Regions from separate parts of the Rattus norvegicus genome. Here region 1 is linked to region 2. The links are chromatin contacts, called in public Hi-C maps. All regions are on one chromosome and are shown on one strand. Each heading gives the region's core, a stretch centred on a gene start, on an enhancer-like site or on the middle of the called end of the contact. The rest is flanking DNA. Distances are from core to core; before and after follow the strand shown.

The links. Hi-C and Micro-C count contacts between places; a contact is called where the count stands out from the background.
Region 1: a Hi-C map of liver shows a contact between it and region 2, with 3 times the contacts expected there. The contact joins the promoter of Rnf20 here to the enhancer-like site in region 2. A contact is called at or near these places in 12 of 12 Hi-C or Micro-C datasets (the A7r5 cell line, the Rat2 cell line, Schwann cells and 7 more) and 1 of 1 datasets of contacts at active chromatin or transcription factors (oligodendrocytes).

Annotation. Positions count from the first base shown.
Region 1 is chr5:68,769,697-68,774,500 of GRCr8, reverse strand. It overlaps Rnf20 (ring finger protein 20), which reads right to left and starts at 2,886. Exons shown (of 20, transcript NM_001107929.2): 1 at 2,493-2,886; 2 at 1,565-1,720. The coding sequence starts at 1,693.
Region 2 is chr5:68,715,086-68,719,430 of GRCr8, reverse strand. It overlaps LOC134478967 (a long non-coding RNA gene), which reads right to left. Exons shown (of 2, transcript XR_010051798.1): 2 at 1-3,708. Among named protein-coding and RNA genes, the nearest start is that of Pgap4, 12 kb to the left of the region's middle. Within about 2 kb of position 2,265, at least 2 of the 93 cell types and tissues checked have an H3K27ac peak or open chromatin away from gene starts, as enhancers often do. A contact at or near this core is called in liver, where this site is marked.

The DNA of each region.
Region 1 (4,804 bases), core at 1,637-4,136, 54 kb before region 2:
CCAAGAGCTCCATGGTGGAGGATCTGGACACCTTCACAGACCTTCAGACTACCCATCATTAGTGACTTGGGCATCTTTTCAGTCAAGCTTACAGTTAAGACAACAGTCCCAGTGACTGGGTCATTTTGTATCCAACTATTTAACCAGCTGTGCACTGATACACGTGTGATCACATATCAACTATTTTCCTTGTACTTGGAGCCTTGGAGGAAAGTGTGAGATCCCAGTTTGCCCATGCCCATGCATGTGAACACGAACACACACACACACACACACACACACACACACACACTATTCAGGGCCAGGGATTAAACCTAAGGCCTTACCACATACCAGGCAAGTACTCTACCGCTGAGATCTACCCTCAGCCTTTGTCTAATACTTATATATTACTCTTCTTTATTAGTGTCTTCAGCACAGGGAGGAAGCAGATCCTCACCCTTGGAAACATGAGGCTGTCAGTGGATGTGGGGAGCAGGAAAACGAGAGGAACAATTCTGCTAAGTGCTTGTGATTATCTTTTTCCTCCCACAGGAGCCTCTGGGGGCTCCGTATTCAGCTCTGACTAAAGTGCAAGCTGGAATATTCACTTTGCTTTCCTTTCATCCATCCATCTATTTTCCTGTTGGTTCCACACTGGACACTAAAGGGTAAGGGCTGTAAAGCATAGCCACCAGCAAATAACACAGTCACTCCCTATGGCATACACGCCATTGCATTGGCATAAATGCACTTAGGGTGCACACTGCTAAGACAAAACCACCTTCTGGCACCAAGATGGACAGGTCATCTCCCTAAATGACACTTCATTAACAATTTATTACGTAGGATCTTGTCATGACTGAAAAATAAAATCAACTTCTCCGAACCCCGGCCTCAATATACACAAGAAACACAACTGGAAAGCATGTGCACGCTATAGTCCCTTGACCAAATTCCAAAGACAGAATCCTGTCCACATCAAAACCGCTAAGTTTCTCATGTGTAAAAGATACTACTGTTAAAAAAAAAACCACTATTTGTGTATCACATTACACAGCCCAATAACAACTAGTAGCTCACTCTTGTGAGTGCATACCGTGTTAAAAAGACAACGTTTTAACTCTTTACAGGGATCTCCTTTTTGTCTCCATCATAACCCAATGTCCCACACAGGAACTACAGATTCATCTCACAAGAAGCACAGGCACAAGGTAGTTAATACAGGATGGCTGAGAGTACCCCCTGGGCACTCGGATCTCACTCTCATTTAGCACTGGCACTCTCAAAGGCTTTGCTACAGTGCCTCTCAGAACATGGCACCACATTTTCAGTAAGGGAAAAGTGTTAACTATAACAAAGACTACTGTAGTCAGACTCTCAAAAAACCCCAGAGGCACATCCTGCAAATACAGATCAAACTTGAGTACACCTCACATTAAGAACTGGCCACCACATCAATTCACCCATTCCCCTCTTCTTTTCCAATGCTTCTCTCCTAATTCAAAAAGCTTCCATCGACTTTTACTTTCAGGAAACAACAGACAGAAGCCAAGCACACTTTCACGATATCGTTTTCTCGTACCGTTGAAGAGACACCTCCTAGTTTAATTGTTTCCACTGTGGTCCCTGAATCTTCGACAGCTGTCTTCTTCTCTGGGGGCACAGATGTGCCTGGCTCTCCAGCCGCTCTTTTATTTCCAATCCCTGACATCTTGGTATAAGATGACAGCTATTTTTTCTGAATGAAAAAAAAAAAACAGAAACAAAAATTAAAAAAAAAAAAAAAAAAACAAACCATGAACTGAATCAAGATAAGTAGGTAAGCCACAATATAGAGTACTTGTATATAAAAACTAGTAATTTTTTTTTCTGGACAACTCTGTAACCCAAATCTACTAATTCCACGGCAAAAACCACCAATCCTAAATCCAGGGACAGACACGGAAGGGAAAAAAAAAATCTGTGAGGAGTGGGATTGACAGGATTAAAGGTTTCTACATAAGATGCTAATAACAAATAAAATACGAATCAAAGAATAGAGACGCTATGAATAAATTTCAGGACTCTCACTTCCTGAGACACCAAAACAAAAAATCAAAAGGAGAATGGTTTATTTATGACAGAGATTAAGATTAAGGTATTCCAAGACTCAGGGCTGAAAGAGACGTGGGAAATATTAGTTAAGTCATGAATCCTAAACAAGTCGGTTGTCTCCAAACCTTAGTTTCCTAAACCAGGAACAACATGCTTGCTAGACTTACTGCAACGAATGGATGACATTAACTATAGAAACAATTTAGCATAATGTCAGATAAACACTGAGCACCCAGAAACGCAAGCCTTCTCTTTGCAAAGCTTTTTCAAGGCTCACTGAGCAGTTCTAGAGATGTCAGACCTAGGTGAGCACGCCAGCGCTTCCTTGGGCAGCCGGGTTGCCTTAAGAGACGAATTTGTTAACAATTCCCGTTTCTTTATTTGTTCAGTCGGGGTGCACTTTCAATATTTCCTACCTGACTGGTTCCGATGCTTAAAGGAGGAGGAATGGATGCTAGATCGCGAGAAACGCGACCATCACGAGTCTACACCCCGCCGGCTTCCAATTCAAACTCCAGGACAAGGAACCTATGGCAAGCAGCAATCTGAGTTGGATCTCGCCTGGAAAGAGAGGAAACAAGAGATGAGGAGGGAGCGCAACTTGAATGGAAAGCGCTGGCCGCAACCTCCGGCGTGGCAAGCCACAGGCCGGGAAGATGGGACCTCGCCACTCAGGGCCCAGGAGCACCGGACAACAGAGCAAACCTGGGCTCTAGCAACTCCCGCCGCGGGCGCGCAGCTTCCAGGGGTTATTTACGAAGGGCGGTGCGGGATTCAATCCCTCATTTCGGACCTGCTCCAAGAGGGATTGAGCTTCACGGAGGCGGAGGCAGGGAGAGGAAGTAGGGAAAAAGAAAAGGAAGTTGCTTCAACTTCGTCCCATACACTGCAAGAAGAGGGCGGAAGTGACATAAGAGAAGGTCGCCGGGCGGAAGTGATGTATTAGGAGGGCGCAGAGTTCTGAGAGTGCCGCCTCCTCTGTGTTGCTTGAGTGGGGCGGAGACTGATTCAGACTTCAGAGCTAACGTGACCAACCTCTTCAACGCGAAGCATTGAATGCGATTTTTGTTTGTTTGTTTGTTTGCTTGTTTTCGTTTAAAAAAAGTATTGGGCTGTGCCTTAAAAGCCCGCTATTATTACTAAAGGAAAGCGTTTTGTTTATATTCTGTGGGCGGGGCGGGAGGGGCCTGTCTGTCCGCTCTCATCCAAACTGCTAATTGGTTGATGGCCCTGTCCATCTTCGAATGGCCGAAGGGATGAAAAAGTTCTGCATAAAGCTCTAGGGATTTGACTGACTTCCAGTTCTGTTTAGTTTCCTCAAGCGTGATTCCAGCAGGGCAATGGTAGCACTCTGCGTTTAATCACTGCACTCAAGAGGAAGAGGCAGGCAGATACCTATGAGTCCAAGGCCAGCCTTGTCTACAAAGCGAGTTCCAGGACAGCCAGGGCTACGCAGAGAAATCCTGTCTTGAAAATAAGTAAGTAAACAAATAAATACAACATACTACACAGAGAAGCCCTTATCTGGGAAGCCCAAAATAAATGAGACTCGGTTTAGCACTACCTACAAATTACACTCAGCCGGAGAACTTTAGTCTTTTGTAGGGTTAAAAAAGACACCTTCAGCCCACCCCATCTTCCCACTATGGATTCTCATCACAGGTTGGAAAACTACTGCTTTAGTGTTTGGGGAGGATAAGCTACTGACCAAAAGCACACGGGGCAGAGGGATAAGAATAAGTGGACTAGTCTGTAATCTCAATACCAATTTTTTAAAATGTGCGCATATGTGTTCGAGTGCCCACATGTAAACCTCAAAAGGACAATTTTGGGGGAAGGGTTGTACTTCCAGGGCTTGGGTCTCAAGGACTGAACTCAAGATGGCAAGCATCTTTAACCACTGAACCATCTTGCCAGCCCAGTACCAGGATGTTTAAAATTAATTGGGAGTTGATTTTTTTTTGTGTATTAGTAATAAACTATATCTTATTCAATTATACTAAATGCATCTTAATGATAGAAAGGCAATCGATCTGACTTGCTCATGAAAAACTGTATGGCTTCCAAAATTGTGGCAAATTACCCAATGACATCAAAGAAAGGTACAGGGATGTAAGAATGGCTGCTGTAGCAAACCATTGAAATGAGAACAGGATCCTTGTTGGAGGAATTAGAGAAAGGGTTGAAGGAGCTGAAGGGGCTTACAACCCCATAAGAACAACAATACCAACCAACCAGAGCTCCCAGGAACTAAATCACCATCTAAAGAGTACACATGGTCAGACCCATGGCTCCAGCTTCATATGTAGCAGAGGATGGCCTTGTTGGACACCAATGGGAGGAGAAGCCCTTGGTCCTGCCAAGTGTGGACCCCCAGTGTAGGGGAATGTTGGGGGGGGCCAGTAAGGTGGGGTGGATGGGGAGGGGGGACACCCTTATAGAAGGAGGGGATTGGATGGGGCTTATGGATGGGAAACTGGGAAAGGGAATAATATTTGAAATGTAAATAAAAATATCCAATAAAAGAAAGAAAGGAAGAAAGAAAGGAAGAAAGAAAGAAAGAAAGAGAGAGATAGAGAGAGAATGGCTGCTGTACCTTAAAAAACAAAAACAAAACAAAACAAGAAACAATACATGTAAGCATGATTGGAGAAAAACCTAATCCACACCAAATTTCTGGTAATAGAAAGAATTTGGTGTCCTTGCACTTGACTGATCTTTCCTGTGC
Region 2 (4,345 bases), core at 1,016-3,515:
GGCCAGTTGTATGGATTTAGCCTTACATGACTAGAGCCATAGAGAATCACAATACCACCTTGCCTGTATAACCAGTCAGCTTTTCCCTACATAATTTCCCAGAAAACCATTGTAGGCCATCTTTGCCACTTTGTAGGTTCTTCTTTCTTCCTCCTTTCCCCACCCCCTTTCTACCCTTTCAACCCTCTAACACGAGATAGGAGAGGGGGAAAAAGGATAGAAAGGAAAGGGGGCGGTATTGTCATTAGACTACTTCCTGCTGGTTAGGAGTGTCGAGTTGCTTGGGGCAAGTTTGATCTTAGCCATCAATATCTAATTTCTTCTTCTTTCTTCTTTGTGCATGGCTACTTAAAAAACCATGGAGATCAATAGCAACCAACAACCAACCCAACAGTAACATGCCACCCCAGGGCCCCAGCATTTATATAATCTCTGAAAAGCCCTTCAAATTCCAAATTCCAGGAACTATTTGCCACTAGTAAAATCACACCCTTGTTACAGCATGAGGCAAATCATAGTTAGCTGCTGTGATTAATCTGAAGCAGGCCCATATCCCTCACCTGAGATTAAAACACAAACATTTTTATAATATTTCTATGTTTTTAAAGAAACCAAAACTCTAAAATTGTCACCATAATCTACTATCTATCTATCCATCATCTATCTATCTATCTATCCATCCATTATCTATCTATCTATCTATCTGTCTGTCTGTCTGTCTGTCTGTCTATCTATCTATCTATCTGTCTGTCTATCTATCCATCATCTATCTATCCATCATCTATCTATCTATCTATCTATCTATCTATCTATCTATCTATCTATCATCTATCTATCTATCGCTATCATCTATCCTATTCTTTTAGCATTATATATAGACAAGCACCAGGAATGTTCCTGACTCACTGGTATTAGCTAATGTAAGCCAGTTACATTATGGGTCGGATGAAGTTACCTTTGTCCTAACAAATAAATGCCTCTTTCTGATCCAAACTGCTCGAACTTTACCAGATTTTTCTGCTCCCCCAAATCACACCTCTGAGTGTAAAATCACACTTCTCAGTAAATTAATTGCACTCTATGTAAAGCTGGATCTGTCTCCTCTTCAGTCTCCCAGCACCTTGAAGTCATTTCTCATGTACAGTGACTGAATTGTTTCAGAACACTGACATCTAACATAATCAGCTTCTCCAGCAAACAAAATATAAACAAAAACAAAAGGCATAGAGGCATAGGCTCAGCTACTTCTACTGATACAGCAAGGAACCAGTTGGAATTCCTTGTTAAACAAGTACATTTCCTAGCCACTGCTTCCTTTGGAACTGGCTCTCTTCACGCCATCCCTAGACAGTTTGATTCTTGAATTGACAAGGGAAAACTACATTTAAATCAAACTTAGGGCATGAATCTCTTTGGGGGAAGGAGGATACAACAATACAAAACTCCTTAGCTTTCTGGCAAGATAGCCAGAAACTACCCTAGGACTCCTTCTGTCCTAGACTGCTCAAGCACAGGTTTACAAATACAATAAAAAAGATGCAAGAGATGAAAATGGGGTTTAATTTAGAAATCAGAGAAATATCTTCCAATGAAATGTAGTTGCTTTTGTGAATAAGAGAAATTTTAGAACATCCTCATGCATTTTTTCCTCAAGAATCAGGAGAGTTTTGCAACTTCAAATCCAGGGTATAGTCATGAAACATTAGTGAAAGCAAGATCTAGAACCAACTCTTGGCCATGGAGTGCTGGATATGTTTGAGTTTCAAACTTCTGAACTCCATCCTGCCATTTCCTCTCAGTACCTTGGCAAACATCATCATTTAGAATGCAGAAAACAAACAAACAAACAAACAACAAAACAAGTTACAAAAACCAAACCAACCAACCAACCAAACAAACCGAAAGACAAACCTAAACAAACCTCACCCTAAACCATCTTATGATCTGTCTTAAGCTCAAAACCTTTCCTAGATGAGTCTTTTTCTGCACAAGAGGCTGTCCTCTGGTTCTTGCTTAGTCTTCTAAGTGGAACGACAGCTTTTCCAAGGAGTGGGGAAAGCCAGACTAGCAGCAGCATGTGCCACCTGCATGCGCCAGCACCATGGGAACCGAATGGTGAGCAGCTCAAAAGCAAACACCTGAAAGAAGAGATTCCAGCAGACACCAGAGCCTTAAGCTAATTCTAAGGGGCCTTCTCTCTGGAAAGACAAGTTCCTTCAAGATATCAGCAGAGAAGACCTTGAGCGCCCCCTAGAGGGTAGAGAAGGTCACAACATTTCCCCAGTAGGGCCTGCCCGCTATGTAATAATGGCTGTGTCTGTCCCTCAGAGGAGGTATCAAATGCAGTCTCTTTACAGCCTCTGGCCTACCTGACTTACACCACTTACAACAAGTTATGTGACAGCTCATCACTCTGTTATGTGTGTGAGTTCCTTGAGGTCAACAAGACTGTCTTTAGGTGTCCTCCATTCATTACAATGGCGTCAGTTACTTGAAGGGCCTTGTTTTATCTTCCGATGCTCTTGTTTCTTCTACTTTACCTAAATCTATATCATAACTAACAACTTATAATGTCTTAATGCGCTTAGTACTCATGAGTCCATGAAGGCAGATGTCCGTGCTTGCATTTTCTAGAGAAAAGGAGCATTTATTTTCTCCCTTGGAGTGAGCCTCAGGAAGCAGTTGCTTACCCTTGCCTTATGGTGCAATCACCCAGGGATCCACATTCAGAAGGATTTGGCATTTGTTTTATGCTCTGCTGTTGGCATCTTGAAAATATATTTGAATTTGCGTAAAGAAAGTCCAGCCGGGGGGGTGGTGGTGGCACACACCTTTAATCCCAGCACTCCGGTGGCAGAGGAAGGCAGACCTCTGTTTGAGACCAGCCCGATCTACAGGGTGAGTTTCAGGACCCAGCTTCTTGTATCAGGAAGCAATAGCATCGGCAAATTTCAATGGATCAATAGAGTATGCATGCGAACAAGAGTCCGGGTAGGACACGTTGTCGGTCACTCCTGGCTGTGCTTGCATGTAGTCTTGACTATGTCTAGTAGTACGGGCTTTCCACAGCTCCTTAATAGATGGGAGTTAGATACAGATTTGTGGAAAGATGCTGGTAATACAAGCTTGCCATTCGAGCTAGGTACTGGTTACTTTTCTGGTTGCCGTGACAAAATGCCCTGCCCAACTTAAAGAAGAAAGAGTTAACATTTTTACTTAGGGTTCCAGAGGGGTACGATGGTCGGGATGGCACGTCAGGTTGGCAAGTCTATCCGCTGGAGCTCTCGCCTTGAGCCACGGGCACGAAGCAGAGATGGTGAACTGTGAGTGCGGTGCGGCCTTTCACTCTCGGAGCCCACTTCCAGGGACGTACTTTCATTGTGGGAAGTTTCCTGAGGAAGCGCCCTTACACCAGTATGAGTGGAACCGAGGTGTCACAAGGCGATCAGAACCAGGATGGTTCCTGAAGGGCCCCGGTCCCAGGTTCACTTTGTATTCTCTGAAGGTTTGTACTCTAAACCTTCTGGGGGGGGATGGTGGTGTGAACAAACAAGGAAGATTTTACAGAAATGTACACAGCAGTCAGCAAGTCGTTAAGGCCAATGACCTATTGTTTCATCTGCTTCCCCAGGTCACTCTGCTCAGGTAGCAAGGGATGAGACGTAGTGGTTGGCAAATAGACGGCACAGTAGTCCTTTACGTAAATCACTAAAAAAAAAATCAATAAACCAGGGTGTAATAATTGGTTTTTCTCAACTTACTCTATTTCATTCTCTCCTCTTCACTTTCACTACATATTATTAATCTATACTGAAGAAATGAGTTGGTACTCTTGGCATATCATCTGTTGGCGCTCGTTTGTACCCACCCCAGCCTTAACCCTTTGAATAACGCATTTGGTATTCACCCATACTACTCCTGACTGATAATGTAGTAGAGAGCTGGCTATGCTGATTTGGTGATACCTACTGCAGTGGAACGGGTGGTCATGGACCCTGATGGGGCCATTCCTAACAGGTCTAGTAAAAGCACAGGAGCTCCATTATTCCTTGAATCTGAAGGATATAACTATAGCTGTATTTCCCTCCCTGAGAGTACTCCTAAGTTGGGGGCCAATAATCCTAGTCTTCAAGTGTTTCCTTTATATCAGGTATAAATACCCTTGGGGCAGATGAAGTGTGTACTATTAGGAACTACTATAATATTTTATTTTTTTTAATCTAACTGCATACAGCTCTTTTTATTTCCCACACACTGGGCTTTTCCTATTACCTAAACAGGAGGCCCAGTTACATATGCCCCTTTGTGTTGTTAGTCAGGCTTTAGTTAGTCATCTCTACTCTGG